2 separate regions of the Mus musculus genome follow, and region 2 is linked to region 1. The links are chromatin contacts, called in public HiChIP or PLAC-seq maps. All regions are on one chromosome and are shown on one strand. The core of a region is the stretch at or near the end of the contact, and the rest is flanking DNA. Distances in the headings are between cores, read along the strand shown.

Region 1 (7,549 bases), core at 1,700-4,199:
AGAGTTGGAGGCTGAGCCCCCATGATAATTTATCCTTCCAGGTTGCCCTCAATTCTCTTTACATGTCTGCCCCGTGACCTTCCGTTCTGTGCACTAAGCATAGCTCGCTGCTTGCTTTTTGACGCCTTGACAGCTTTCGAGTGCTTGCTGGTAGTTTGCTGACTTCCTTTCTGATCCTTATTTAGAAGATTGACATCTTTAAAATCCTCAGTGCAATTAAAGCACAAAGCAAAATATGAAAGTTTGTAAGATGTAGTAAAATATTGTGCTCTCAGACATACAGGTTTGGGTCTGGAGAGATGATGCAGCAGCTCGGAGCAGGGGGTGTTGTTCCAGAGGACTGAGTTCAGTTCGCATTACCCACATGCTGGCACATATCTGTAATTCCATTCCCGGGAAGGTCCAATATACCTTTCCTCCAAGGCAGGAAAGTGGTACTCAGTCATATATGCAGGCAAAATACCCAGATTAATACAATAAGAAAGAAATAAAAAAAACCAAACAAACCTATATAGGTTTAAAAAGAAGTTGCCGGGCTAGTTTTCAGTGAGACTTGTGCAAGGCAAATGGCTAATCTCTTGTCATTCTTAGTCCCCTTGGTAACTGTGTAACCATACTTGATTTCCTTGTTGTGTCTACTTTTGTTCCCTTGGAGTGGGAAGGGTGAGGAGGCTTTCTTAGAACACAAAGGATGCTGGAGATTTTTATCTGAGGATTCACCAGTCAGGCAACACCACCTGAAAAGTTTCCATAGGCTACAGTAACCGCGACGGAACATAGTCAGATCCTGTGCGATATTTACCGATTGCTTCGGCCACCAATGAAATATACCAGGCCAAATGGAGTCTGTAGAGATCTGTTGCTTATTCGTGGCTGACTATAACTATGAAAAAGTGAGCCTAGACAGTATGGGGAGCCCTTTTCTCCTGCTGAAGGCTGACCCTGGAAGCTTCTAATCAATAACAAAAGTGGTCCCCACACCCACCCAGGGGGAGCTGTGCTGGGGTTTCCAACTGCTGTTAAGCTAAGGGTTACCACCCCCTCCTCCATCAGCTTTAAGCCATCCAGGAAACACACTGAGAGAAGATGGGCAAAATGAGGGACAGCAGCTGGTCCTTGGTCCTTGTCAGCAGTGCTTCCAAGTTCACAGCTCCTGAGTTGCTGTGTTAGAAGTACTTCTTTAATTTTTAAAAATATTTTTGGGTCCTTTAAAATCTGTGACAAGAGGATTGGACTGCATCCTCCTTATCCTTGAACCTGCCTTCCTTGGAGAGTGTCAGTGGATAAACAGAAAGGGGCAGGTGAGGGAGGGTTACTCGCTGAGCAGAGGAGGGCGGGGCAGGGTGCTGGATTATCCATTCTCTCCTATTTAATTCCGGGGGGGGGGGCGGGGAGCGGCAAGGGCTGGGGGGTGGGTGTGGGGGGAAGGCAGTGCACTGATGGCTTGGATCATGATTTTTCACCAGCCTCTGGAGGACCTGTCTCCATGCTCTTGTCTGCTGCCTCATCCTGGGTCCTGTCTCAGTTATCTTTGTGCCCTTGGTGGGCCGCAGAAGAGAGTGTATGCAGTGAGAGGGGATGCAGGGAATCAGGACTCTTAAACAAGACATTGAACTTGAGAACTGAACCTGTGCAGTGTCTGCTCCCTCACCCCGGAGCTAGGAATCAGCAGAAGGAATGAGAGCAGACAGACCAACCTCTCCCATCCTTGAAAGACTTCTGTTGCTTTTCAAAGCTCATTCACTTTCAAACTATGTTGGAGGAGGAGGAGGAGGAGGAGGAGGAGGAGGAGGAGGAGGAGGAGGAGGAGGGAAAGGAGAAAGGAAGGAAGTAAGTTAAGTAAATGGAAGGACAAACATTTCTGTTTCACAGAAGTGAAAAAAAAAATATCCCGCAAGATCTGGACCACTTCTCTTTGTACTTCAACCAAACAGCTTACAGTCAGGTGCCTAGGTTAAGGCATATTTGACACTGGACTCGCCCTGATTACGTATCCTGAGGTCTGTGCTCTGCCCCTGAGGAGCATCTTGTAAGTGTTCACCATCAAGTGCGGATGGTTCCTACTTATCTTCCAGTGGCTCTGTCCAACTTAATGCTGGCTACAGGGGAAGGTAATTGTAAGGGTTGCTTTACACAACCTGTAAGCTGATCTGTTAACTCTATTAAAAAGTTAGTGTATTGTTGTTGTTGTTGTTGTTGCTTATGTGTAGGTGCCCGCATGTTCCTGCTTGTGTTGTTGTGAGGACAACTTCTGGGACTCAGTTCTCTCCTTCTACCTTCCGCTCTGGGAACCAAACTCAGGTCATGGAGTTTGGGAGCAAATGCTTTCACCTTCTGAGTGGTTTCACTGGTTCAAATGCATTTATTTGTATTCATTGGAAAAACTGAGTCCAAGGCTTGGTATGGTTGGTTCAAGGTCCCAGTCTGATGCAAGGCAGGATGGGAACAGAAGTCCAGGCTTTCTTAGGCTAGTGGGCCACTGTGTAGAGAATGGCTTTTTGACCCTCCCTGAATTTTTGGAGACAGATGGGGTGGGGTCTTACTCGTCATTTTCCATTGGCTCTTGAGTGAGTCTGTATACACACACACACACACACACACACACACACACACACACACACAGAGTAAACTGCCTAAGCCTGGATCCAGTATGAAGGTGAAGGCACAGGGCTGGATCTGCACTCCTGACTCTTGGGACCAATCATCTTGTGGTGGGACTCTACAAGTAGGATTCTGGACCATTCAGTTCTTTCTGGAACTCCAGCTGCCCTCCCCACTGTCTGGGCCTCCTTTTTTGCTTTTGCTTCTGCTTTCTACAAAGTCTGCCTGCCAGAAAAACTTCTGCCTTTCTAATGATTTTAAGGTTTCTTTTCTTTTCCAGGAACCGGGGGCACAGATCCCTCAAATTTCGCAAGATTTGTCCTTCTCAGGCCTCGGTGAGGCGCAGTAAACAGAAGCAGGGAGCTTGGAGCTGGAACACAAAAGCCCATTAGCTTTTCACTCCCCCCACCCCCCAAGGCCCAGCCCCTTCCCGGAACAGGAACCACCCCCTTTGTGAGCCGGGCCTAAGACCCAGGCAAAGGCCTGGAGGAGAGGGGGCTCCAGCTGCCTGGGCAGTGAGATGCTCATTCGCTCCCCACCTCCCAGCATTGAAAAGCTTTTATTTTCAGAGCAGCATTGAAACTCCAGGACAATGGAGGCCAAATCCTTGGGCAGCGGTTGGGGCCAGGACGGGGGAGGCAGCCTTTGTCATGTCTCTTCTTTCCAACCCATTACCTTAAAAAAGAAAAAGAAAGAAAGAAAGAATGAAAAGAGAAAGGACCGAAAGGACCCATGAACTCTTTAAGAATCGTGACATCACTTCCGCCAGACCTGAAATCTAGACTATTTACAGTTTCATTTGAAATTAGTTTAAACTCTCCCAAAGGAGTGCTTTGATATGCAAACATCTCCCCAAAGGGAGACAGTTACTTATGGAGATGTGGCCCTTTGAAGGGGCTCAGTGTTGGTGGGCTCCAGGCCTCTGAGGAAGTGAGAAGACCCAGATGAAGGCCCACACTGACAACTGATAGCATGGTCCTCCTCTACCAAATGGAGTCCCCTGGGAAGAAGGAGGAGTGTGCCATAAAGGAGAAGCTATCTCGGTTGATCTTGGTTCCGCTTACACTTCTCGCTCTCTAGCCTGCAGTCCCAGCTCACACAGGCTAACTCCCATCCCCGCTTCTTTTCCCAGTCCCGGCTGCGAACTGTCTTCCTACAGAACGGGACAAGGGAGGAACTGCTGTTCCCTCACTCCTGACTCACTGTGACTTACCGCATCACCAGGTGCAAACACAGCAGAGAAGTTGGGGTTGCCAGGCAGGCTTTCAGTGGGTTTTAGCGCGCATGCCTGCTACTGCTCTGCACAGCCTGTGATGAGGACTCTACTGCCTTAGTGCACTGTGTCTGCCTGGAGCTCCAGTTGCCTGCTGCTGCCCCAACACTCCTGCTTGGTTGGCAGCTGCTAGGGCTTTCGGTAGCTTACCCCAGTAGAGGGAAGTTAAGTTACAGGGGCTGTGCCTGCCTTTGTCACTGACCTGCTACAGGCCTAAAGGCAATAAGGGCCCAGGGACCATGATACAAAACCTCTGGGATAATGAGCCAAACGACCCTTTCTTCCCTGGAAGTGGTTTCTCTCAGGTAATTCGTCACAGCAATGGAAAGCTGGCTAGGATTTCCCATACCCCACTGTTAGTGTCCTAGGAAGGGCTTTCTGCCCTGGGACACATCCCACATACTCATCCCCCCCCTCCCGAGATCGCAGTACATTTTCAACTCCACTACTAGTGTTTATGAGTTTACCAAATGCTCAAAAAAAAAAAAAAAAAAAGACACTTGGTTTACTTTCCCACATTGGATGGCAGCTTCCTCATTGCTGAGACCTGCCCCTGACTGTACAGATTCCAGGGAGCTGTTTTTTTTTTCTTTGGAAGGGATGTGGAACACAGTCTTCCTAGAAACCTTGGTTCTTCTGCCCTGTGACTGAATTGTCAGAGGCTTCTGGGAAATGCTACAGCTGGTGGGTCATCACAGTTTCCTGGCCTGGGCCTTGAGGTTTTGGTCAGTATTGTGGAACCGAAGGGGCAGAACCATTTAGCTCCTTCCTCAGGCTAACTTAACAGATGTGGAATCCAAGGCCTGAGAATTTGGGAATATAGCCAAGGGGTCATGCCGATTGGAAGTGAAGAGACTCACATCACAACTTTATTTCAATGCTTCAGAAACGATACCAATTTAACGAAATCTCTAAGTATTGAGTGACTGTTTTCTCATTTTACCCGTATTTTCCCTGGAATGGCATCAAAACAAGGACTTGTCAGCCTTTGGCCCTGTATTAGGGGAGGTGCCAAGCCTTGGTGGCCAAGGGCAACAGAGGGAGCTTGGGTGCGTCAGGGCTGTTCTGTCCTGATTGTAATGGTGGTGCTTAGACTGTGCACCTGCCACTGGGCTTAGTCCTGGGCATGAATGTAAGTTTTTTGTTGTTGTTTTGTTTTGTTTTTTCGAGACAGGGTTTCTCTGTATAGCCCTGGCTGTCCTGGAACTCACTTTGTAGACCAGGCTGGCCTCGAACTCAGAAATCCGCCTGCCTCTGCCTCCCAAGAGCTGGGATTAAAGGCGTGCACCACCATGCCTGGCATGAATGTAAGTTTAAAGTGTAAAACTTTTAAAAGAAGAAAAAGTTCCCTTTGGCATTCAGAAAACTTGGAGTATTTCCATGACTTGGTAGGAAGTGATCATCTATGGAAGAGGAAGAGGGCTTCATAGCCCCTGATTGCTCAGCTCCTCTCTGCAGACTGAAGACCAGACCTCCCCGCACCAGCCTTGTCTCTCTCTGAATGTCATTAACGCCGCACATCAGCTGTTTTGTGTGACAGTTGCTGTGCTGAGCTACAGCGAGGGGGTTACACACCCATTTTAATAATCTTCCTTTTCGCCGCATTGTTATCCCATTCAAATAGTAAATTCAGTTGCTGGATGGTCAGACTCTGGGTGTTGCTAAAGGGGGTGGGATGAGAACAAAGAAAGAAAAGCAGGGCAGTGTTTAGAACCAGGGAAATCGGAGGCTGTGTGGAACTCCTCTGGTCCATTCCTCATTTTTCATTCCCCCAGGCTTCAGTTTTTAACCACCCACTCCCAACAGAGTTTAGGAGTTCTACTAGGGCTGGGGATATTGCTAGTGAACTGGGAACCTCTTTCCCAGGAAACGTAGCAGCAGTGATAGACTCCGCCTTTGTACTGAGTTCTCCAGTCTTCAGACAAAGGCACGGAGGAGTTGATACCCTGACCCCAGGCTGGTCATCACCTTTCTCTTCTTGCCTGGATAATAGAGAGGAAGACCCAAGTCTGCCCATGCAGGCCTGTAAATGCAGTGACTTTGGAAGCTGAGGCAGGAGGATCACGAGTTCAAGACAAGACTGGGAGACTTGTGTCTGTATCAAAATAAAAAGAGGATTTAGAGTACAGGTCAGTGATGAGAACTTAAACTAGCATAGGCAAGATCCTGGGCTCAGTGTCTAACATCTAGCATCACCACCAATAGAGGGACAGTGGAACCAGCTCAACAGCCTTTCCTCCCTTCTCCTTCTCTCTCTCTCTCTCTCTCTCTCTCTCTCTCTCTCTCTCTCTCTCTCTCTCTCTCCCTCTCTTTGGTGGGCTGCTGTACTGGCCTCCTACTGGAAACAGTTTTCCTGCCTCTGCTACCCAAGTACTGGGATTCTAGGCATGTGCCACAATGCCCAGCTCTGGTAGCCAATTCCTGCATTCATTTTAATACTGTGGAACTTTAAAAAAAAATACAGGGTTCAAACCACCAGCTCTGAGCAAAGCACGAAGTGCTGCGATGGAGAGTTTGCTCTTTCTTCGGTTTGGCACTGTGTGAGCCGACTCTGGGCAATGGAAAGAGACATACCCGTTGGTTTCTCTTGGTCCCACGAATAAGGATGTACTTCGTTGGCTGCAGTTTTAGTTTGCCTCATTATAATTTACTCATAGTCAGATCTGGGAGGGAGAGGGAGAGAGGAGAGAGCACTGTTGAAGACAGAACACCCTTCACTTCTGTTTGCAGTAAGTCACACTGTATTTGTCTGTTCTTGTCTGAGACCTTGTCTGACCACCAGGAGCACAACCTCATGCTTGTGAGGTACGATGGGAGCTGAGAGAGTGTGGCCGGCCCTCCGTTCTCCTGACCTCTAGGACTTGGACCCAAATAGTCTTAGACTCACCAAATGACTTGTATTTCTGCTCACAATATTGTGCCCTATGCACACTTAGAAACAAAAGATTTATTTCACTTTATGTGTGTGTGTGTCCACAGAGGCTAGAAGAATGTATTGGATCCCCTAAAGCTGGAGTTACAGGCAGTTGAGAGCTGCCTCCTGGTGCAGGCGGTGGGACTCAAACTCAGTCCTCTCCAGGACATCGCACACTCTGGACTACTGAACTGTCCATCTCCACAGCCTCCTCTCCCCACATTTTTTTTTTTTTTGAAGACGGGATCATATGATAAACTCAGATAGGCCTGGAATTCACTATGGAGCTGAAGCAGGCCTCAGTCTGTAGGTCCTGAGTGTGTGCCTCCCTCTTACCTTCATAGTAGCCCTAAAATCCACGCAGCACCTCTGCTTAGGTGCATGCAAATGCCAGTGGGGGAGGGGAATAACCCAATGTGCAAGATAGAGTCCAAGGCCAAGGATGCCCCATCCTGTCTGCACAGGAGAATCATTAAAGAGTCCTGTGCTGGAGCCGTGCCCAGGCAGGGCCTGGTTCATTCAGTCTGTCTGGGTGGAGCCCAGACATTTAGTCCTCGTTAAACCACCCTCCATGGTTCTAATGTGCACCCAGAGGTAAACTTGGCCAGCAATGAGATACACATGACTTTCTTGTAAATATTCCCACAAGGTCAAAGGCCTCCGTGACCCTCTAAGCCGAGCTGGCCTTCAGAGTGCTGCTTTGAGATCTAGCTCTTTTAGGCATACGGTGTTCCTGGAAGTTCATGGGCATTTCTACGCCC
Region 2 (7,549 bases), core at 1,628-4,127, 1.1 Mb before region 1:
GCTACTGAGCCACAGAGATGCTGAGGGTCAGAGCCTGCTCACACTTGCCAAGGAAGGCCTTGCAGTGAGTGCTGCCTGTCAGCTTGTCAGGATGTACCTGAGACAACCCCTGGGAAGGTCGCTCTTCTTAAAACAGCCTGTATTCATTCATGACCCCACCTTTCCCTAGTGGCAATTATTCCAGTCGGTTTGTTCTTTTAAAAACCCCATGCCTCATAAGAGAACCCTAGCTGGGGATTTGCAAACACAGAGGCCTTGTGCCTAGGAAAGTTAATGTGGGTTTGGAAAATGGCACAAGCCTGGAAGAAAGCCAGCCCGTCCTCCATGGATGTGGGCACCAGCTCTCTGCAGCCGGGAGGGAGGGCTGCTCAGCTTTCCCTTGACAAGAAAAGAGAGGGTGGAAGGACAAAACAAAGCAGCGTTTGTACCTGTGTGTCTTCTCTACTGCTTCCTCTTCCAAGCCATCCTCCAGAGTGGCTTCATGTATCAGGAGGGTGGCATCTTTCCCTGGACAGGAACATGGACATCAAGGAAAAGGCTGAACGAGCAGCATATATGCCTGGGATCCACAGCCATGTTCTGACCCAAATACTCAGCTCTCTCGGTCCTGTGATGTGTCCTCAGGACAACAACCAGGAGACCGACTGGGTAAGAACCAGTCTGCTATGTGATAGCATCACCTACACACCCATCTGCACACACCCTACACATGCCACTTGTCCTATGCATCTCAAGGCCCACTTCCCTCACTTACCCATCTGGACCAGAGCCTCACAGGGCATGGTATCCCCCGAGTAGACGACTTTCCAGCCAGATGAATGTACCAGTGCACAGCCAAAAGCATGCTTGCAGTGCCGTACCAGGCAGGTCTGAAACTGAGGGAGCAGAGTGGAGGGCTCAGGCCTCTACTCCCCACCCTGCCCACCCTCTGTGGGTTCTGTACCTGGACCACTTACTTCTTCTAAGTCACATGTTTCCAACAGCAAGCTTATCAGCCTTTCCAATGTAGTATTGGAGACCTCTGCCCCTTTCTGAAGGCATTTGGCAGGAATCATACTGAGAGAAGACAAAAGCATTTGAAAATTGATAATAAACGTGTATTTAACACCTGCAACCAACACTTCTGTTCTTTGGATGAAAAACCTTAAGTGGTTCTGAGAATTGTGACTGTAGTCTAGTAATGTAGACAGGAAAACTGATCAATGAGAAGAGCTAGGCCACACATCCAGCCTACCCAGCTCACTGCCAGAAACGTAAACGCTGCAGGTGACAGGCAGCATCTGTCAGGACTCCTTCTCATCCTTCCCTGAAAGTGAGGCTGGGCCATCCCTATCCTGTGCCACCTGGCTTGGATGTCTGTGCTAGCAGCTGCTGGTGCACTTGACCCTGGATCTGTCAGCTGCAGAGACAGTGGCCACAGTCATGGCAGTGCACAGCAGCAGTGAGAACTGGGATACTTATGCTCCAAGGGCAGAGCTGCCAGGACTTCGGCTGCCACCCAGTCAGCTGGGGTCAGGAAGGAGGCAGTAGTAGAAGGCAACAGCCTGGCACCCGCCCAGTACACATGATGCTCACCTGACGTGGTGCAGAATCTCCTGGCAGTGGTTGTGATACTGCTGCAGCCAGGCCCTGAGCTGGGTAGGAGCCACCACAAGCAAGGGCTGGAAGGGTTTCCCCAGAGATGCCTGAAAAAAAGATCTCTGTACAGTTGAATAAGGGGACTTTCCAGTAAAAATGGTAAGAAATAATTAGTGGTAGGTACAGCCAATAATGAAGCAGGCAATTAACAATGTCAGTCAGGTGCCTCACTTACCAACGCATGCTCTCTCTGCAGCAAGATATTCAGCAAGCCCTGGGGAGGGGAGCACAGGTGATAAGCCAGTCTCAGTCGTCATCCCCACAGCTTAGGGCTCAAGTCCCTCCCTGTAAGTGGTTCCTATCTCACTGATCCTGTGTCACAGGTGGGTGGCACATGCTGACTAGTGACTGAAACATTTCAGGCTGTGTTAGAAGGCGGGCAATGGGGTAAGACCTAGGAAGCCTAAAAAATCCAGATCTGGATGGTCCTGCTGGACAGGCTGTGTGTGAAACAAGTTTTATTCAGCAAGAAACGCTGAGTCAACTCAAAAGTTTGGTACTAGAGGGAAAGAAGCCCAAGGGGAAGGCACCCCCACATGCTCACTCACCGTGTGGTGGTCGGCGTGCAGGTGGGACACAAACACAGCCGTGAGGCTGCATAAGACTCGGTCTATTTGCTGTCCGTAATGACGGCACAACTGCCCAAAAGTGCCTTCTCCACAATCCAGGAGCACTGACTTGTCAGGGCTGTAGAAGACAGGCACCAACTGGCTTTACTCTAGATATTCCAGAATGGCATTGATGCAGAAGACATAGAACAGGCAGCAGCTGTGGGTACCACCCCCATCTTCCATAGCTACACCTGCCTGTCCTTTGGGGGGCGCATATGAAAGTCAACTATTTAAACCACATGGGTCATTTGAGACCAGTCTATCTTCTCTTTATAAGAGAAAGATCCAAAGAACCCTGAAGCCTTTAAGGATATGCATCAACACAATGCTGGGTATCAAAAACAGAAAAAAGACAAGCAGACTATAAGGCTAGGAGTCTGCCCCCGCAGCACGCCTCTGCCTCCCCTAAATGTGTTACACTAAGCTGAGAGTGCCAGAGACAGCAATAGGTCACAGGAGATGGCTCAGTTCCCAAGTGAGCCTGGTCCTCAAACTGTCTTGAGGCAGAATTGGCTTCATGAACATTCTCTGAGGAGGTGGCTAGTGTGACTCTCATACTGTCTGCTGGGCAGGTCTCAAGTCCAAGTTCAGCATTCCAATGCAGAGGCTCTACTTCCAGGCAGACAGACAAAGGTGTCCCCCTGGCTTCCTTCCTCTCTAAAGGAAGCCACAAAGATCGGAAGGGCCACACCCATCTAAAGACAGTGAGTGACTTCTAGGAAAAAGCCTACATGAGAAAAAAAACAGATTTTGTTCATCTCGACAAAGGTGCCAGGTTGTTTAGGGATCAGAAACCATAAGTCCTAAATACAGGCCAGCCAATGATAACCCACCTTTGTATATTTCTCACTCATAAAGCCGCCATGCTTAGATTTGAAAGCATTTGAGCTCAGATGAGCCTGGACTGCAGTGCAGACAGTCTGACCTCGGGTGCACATGGGCCGTACAGCTCAGGGGAACACAGGTATCAGTTAAGATACCAGCTCAGGGCCTAGACCCGAAGCTTAGGCTGCAGAACCGAAGCAACCTCTTCCAGCATGTGCTTACCAGTCAAACAAGGCTGTAGTCACCCGTCCTTCACAGGCTTAAAGTACAAGTTCATTGGGACACCCCTCAGCAATATGGACAGCATAAGCACACCAGTCATGAGGGATGGGACTGCATGTTTCCCAGAATTAAGCAAGTAGATTCAGTAAGCCCAACACTTGGGAGGCAGACGTTCCAGGCCAGCCAGCACTATATAGCAAGACCCTATCTCAATAATATATTCTAAATGAAATAAAGCACAGAAAACTACTACTTCTGCTCCAGGACAATCAGCCTGGTGAGTGGAGAGGACTGTTCAGCGGCAAGCTCTGATGGACAGCAGCTTCTGAGGCAAGCATGGTGTGATGGTTTGAATATGCTTGGCCAAGGGAGTGGCACTATTAGGAGGTGTGGACTTAATTCCTAGCCAAATGGATGGACCTGGAGGGCATCATCCTGAGTGAGGTAACACATTCACAAAGGAACTCACACAATATGTACTCACTGATAAGTGGATATTAGCCCAAAACCTAGGATATCCAAGATATAAGATACAATTTCCTAAACACATGAAACTCAAGAAAAATGAAGACTGAAGTGTGAACACTATGCCCCTCCTTAGAAGTGGGAACAAAATACCCTTGGAAGGAGGTACAGAGACAAAGTTTGGAGCTGAGATAAAAAGATGGACCATGTAGAGACTCCCATATCCGGGGATCCATCCCATAATCAGCTTCCAAATGCTGACACCATTGCATACACTAGCAAGATTATGCTGAAAGGACCCTGATATAGCTGTCTCTTGTCAGAGTATGCCTGGGCCTAGCAAACATAGAAGTGGATGCTCACAGTCGGCTATTGGATGGATCACATGGCCCCCAATGAAGGAGCTAGAGAAAGTACCCAAGAAGCTAAAGGGATCTGCAACCCTATAGGTGGAACAACATTATGAACTAACCAGTACCCCGGAGCTCTTGACTCTAGCTGCATATGTATCAAAAGATGGCCTAGGCGGCCATCACTGGAAAGAGAGGCCCATTGGACACGCAAACTTTATATGCCCCAGTACAGGGGAACGCCAGGGCCAAAAAAGGGGAGTGGGTGGGTAGGGGAGTGGGGGTGGGTGGCTATGGGGGACTTTTGGTATAGCATTGGAAATGTAAATGAGCTAAATACCTAATAAAAAATGGAAAAAAAAAAAAAAAGGAGGTGTGGACTTGCTGGAGTAGGTGTGGCCTCGTTGGAGTAAGTGTGTTATTGTGGCATGGACTTTAAGACCATCATCATCCTAGCTCCTTGGAAGCCAGTCTTCTCCTAGCTGCCTTCAGAACAAGAGGTGGAACTCTCAGCTCATCCAGCCCCATGTCTGCTTGCATTCTGCCATGCTTTCATCTAGATAATGGACTGAACCTCTGAATTTGTAAGCCAGCCCCAATTAAGTGTTGTCCTTTATAAAAAGTTGCCTTGGTCATGGTGTCTTCACAGCAATAAAACCCTAACTAAGACACATGGTACCTTAGGTTGACGAGTGTGGAACTGACATTTCGGATCTTCATTGGGATGGCAGACCCCGTACCCAGGAAGACAATTTCAGGATACTGGCTTCTTTTCTCTGTTGAAATACAAGTGAATTTACAAGCTAGCATTCTGTCAAGAGGTAGACAAGCAATCCGGTACAATCCACCTTCCCAGAGGGCGCTGGGTGCAGGCGTTCCACGTTCAGTATGAGGCCCGCAGGCTGTTGAAGAAAAGCGTCTGGAAAAGAGTACTTCCTCAGGCTGCCTTTACAAAAACAACAAAACAAACAACCCCACGAAACAACATAGGCTGCCTTAGCTCTGACTTACCGCTTTTTTCCTAGGCATGGTACCTCTACCTTGCATTAAGACTGCACACGTCATGTGTGTGTACCCTCATATCTGCTGTACAGGTACACAGGGCTGGTCCTCAGCCTCACTTGGGTGGCCATGAACTAACACACCAGGGCACCAATTTTATCAGAAAGGATAAAGCAATTTTCAGGCAATAGTTCTTCCCACACACACAGGATGAGGAATGGCTGACCTGGCACTAACCTTCAGAAAAGCAAGGGTGGGGAAGAGCCTTCTGGTTAGATTAAAACCTACCCTCTTCTATTCCAGCATTCTCTTTATCAGTAATTGAAAACTCAGAAACCCCCCTAGTGTAGAAGTCACAAAAGTCTCCAATTGCTTTCCCTGATAGAGCAATGAAACTGGTTAGACGGCAGTCATCTTTCACAGCCCGTCTTAGCCAAGCAGGAGTAGACCAACAGCAATCATGGCGAGGGAGGATCTCCATGGTCTCACAGGGGTTCTCCAAACCGTTTTCCAACAGGTGGGCCCTCAAGAGTACCAAGACTCTGTCACTAAAGGCAGTTTACTAAATGGAGAGCACAGGTGCCAAGTTCCTCTAACACCTTCCCCAGCCTTCTGTTACAATACAAAAAAGCCCAGAGTTAATTAATCAGGATGCCATTTGTCCAACTCCCTGCTAGAGTCTGTCAGGCAATGCTTAGGAGAGGCTGCCCAGGGCTTTGGCTCACCTGCTGGGGCTGGGTTTTCCTGCACGTTCTTCCGATACTCCTCCACACTCTCCTGGAAACTGGGGAGCTCCAAGGCCTCAGCTATGAATTCATCAGTATTGCAGTCGAGTGTGGTATCCCTGAAGAGAAAAATAACTTGGGTAACCCAAGGGGTTTGCACAGCCTCTCAGTAAATGCTAGTTTGGATGTTCAGAATAAATCCATGTGTATTCTTGATGGTTTGGCTGAAAAACATACCATCCCTACCCCCGACCCCCAATCCCATGTGTGATTTGCCTCTGGGGAAGTCATGGGGAACTGCAGCCTTGCTGGAGGAAGAACATAATTGGGGATGAACTTTAGGCATGCATAGCTCTGCCCGCTCCCCTCCCAGTTCGCTCTCTCTGCGTTGTTTTTGCGACTAAGGCTATGTCTCTCACCTCCTGCCAGACCATGCTTGCCACTTGCTGCTGTGCCTCCCTACCATGAGGAATTGTCAATCAAAATGAACAGTCTTCTATAAGTTATGTTGCTGATGGTGTTTTATCATAGCAACAGAAAAGTAACCAATACAGGTACAGAACACTCCTACAGATAATGACCTGGGCAGTTCTAGTCTCTGGAACCTTCCTCAACTAAATAAGGTGAATGAGTCCCGAACAACTCTAGCTCCTTGTGATCTCTCCAGCCTCAAGTCTGACAATCAGGGCTTCCTGGTGCTCAGGCAAGATGAATCTTTCTTTATAGTAGAGTTGTTCCCTGAAGCATCACATCTCCCAACCAAGGCTGTGATAATTAAATGTGGCCACATATGAGACCCTGTCCAGGAGGAGCACAGGGCCCTAGCTGAGCAGCTGGTCTCCAGGAAGTGCCTCTCAAGCTAAAGTGAGCGTGCACACAGACGACTGGGAGCCTTGGTGAGCTGCAGAACCCAAGCTGGCATCAGCTCTCGGGCGGAGTCAGGGTGCCTTCCTCCTTAGCCAGCCGCAGGGAGTGCTGGCATTGCTGGCTTCCTCCACTCAGCACCAATACTGAGAGGGCTGATTCTCTGAGCTAAGTAAGGAGAAAAGCACCCCAAAGCTTATGAAGCAGTCCCGTGTCAACCTTTCCAGATCAACTCACGGGTCTGGGATCTTGGAATAGCATTTTCACTGGCACATGGACTGATGAAGGTATTCGGGATGCCCATGGCCCCAGGCATACCACTACAGAGCAATTATTCAACCACGTCAGCTCATAGTGACATCCTAACACATGATCTACTCTAACAATGATGCTAGGAGGCCAGAAGTATTATAAACCCCATACTTATTCCCAACACTGAGGACAAGCTATCAGGTAGTCAGCAAATACTTCTCACTTGCCTAGAAGTTGATAGGCAGGGGCTTTCCAGGTGGCAATGTATGATCACTGGGTGCCTAAAGAAGTCATTCACTGAAACTCACATTTAGAAATTGCCTTTAGGAAGTCTTTGAGTTCCAATCAAAGACTTACTGTTGCATTAAAACAAGGAAAAAAAAAATCCCAGATGAGTAAAACATCAGTATCAGAAATTCCAACAGAAACCTTTTTACTGGGGCCAGGCATAGTGGCACATACTTTTAGTTCCAGCACTTGGGAGGCAGAGGCCAGAAGACAGCTGAGTTTGAGGCCAGCCAGGGCTACACAGTGGGACCTTATCCAATAACCACCTTGTGGCTGGAACTGGGCTCTTCCTGCTGCTGTGCAGGTG

Evidence for each region. HiChIP or PLAC-seq counts read pairs in DNA pulled down with a chosen protein or histone mark.
Region 2: an H3K27ac HiChIP or PLAC-seq map of embryonic stem cells shows a contact between it and region 1, with 7 times the contacts expected there. The contact joins two enhancer-like sites. A contact is called at or near these places in 3 of 39 promoter capture datasets (liver, maxillary cranial neural crest and trophoblast stem cells), 2 of 484 Hi-C or Micro-C datasets (both in bone marrow-derived macrophages) and 3 of 115 datasets of contacts at active chromatin or transcription factors (cardiomyocytes and embryonic stem cells).

What each region holds. Positions count from the first base shown.
Region 1 is chr11:63,894,196-63,901,744 of GRCm38.p6, reverse strand. All of the region lies in intron 1 of Hs3st3b1 (heparan sulfate (glucosamine) 3-O-sulfotransferase 3B1), which reads left to right. Among named protein-coding and RNA genes, the nearest start is that of Hs3st3b1, 24 kb to the left of the region's middle. Within about 2 kb of position 2,949, at least 62 of the 459 cell types and tissues checked have an H3K27ac peak or open chromatin away from gene starts, as enhancers often do. A contact at or near this core is called in embryonic stem cells, where this site is marked.
Region 2 is chr11:64,992,644-65,000,192 of GRCm38.p6, reverse strand. It overlaps Elac2 (elaC ribonuclease Z 2), which reads right to left. Exons shown (of 24, transcript NM_001362983.1): 15 at 5,839-5,957; 16 at 4,791-4,887; 17 at 2,187-2,325; 18 at 1,814-1,852; 19 at 1,576-1,685; 20 at 957-1,056; 21 at 755-875; 22 at 429-507. Among named protein-coding and RNA genes, the nearest start is that of Elac2, 17 kb to the right of the region's middle. Within about 2 kb of position 2,877, at least 8 of the 459 cell types and tissues checked have an H3K27ac peak or open chromatin away from gene starts, as enhancers often do. A contact at or near this core is called in embryonic stem cells, where this site is marked.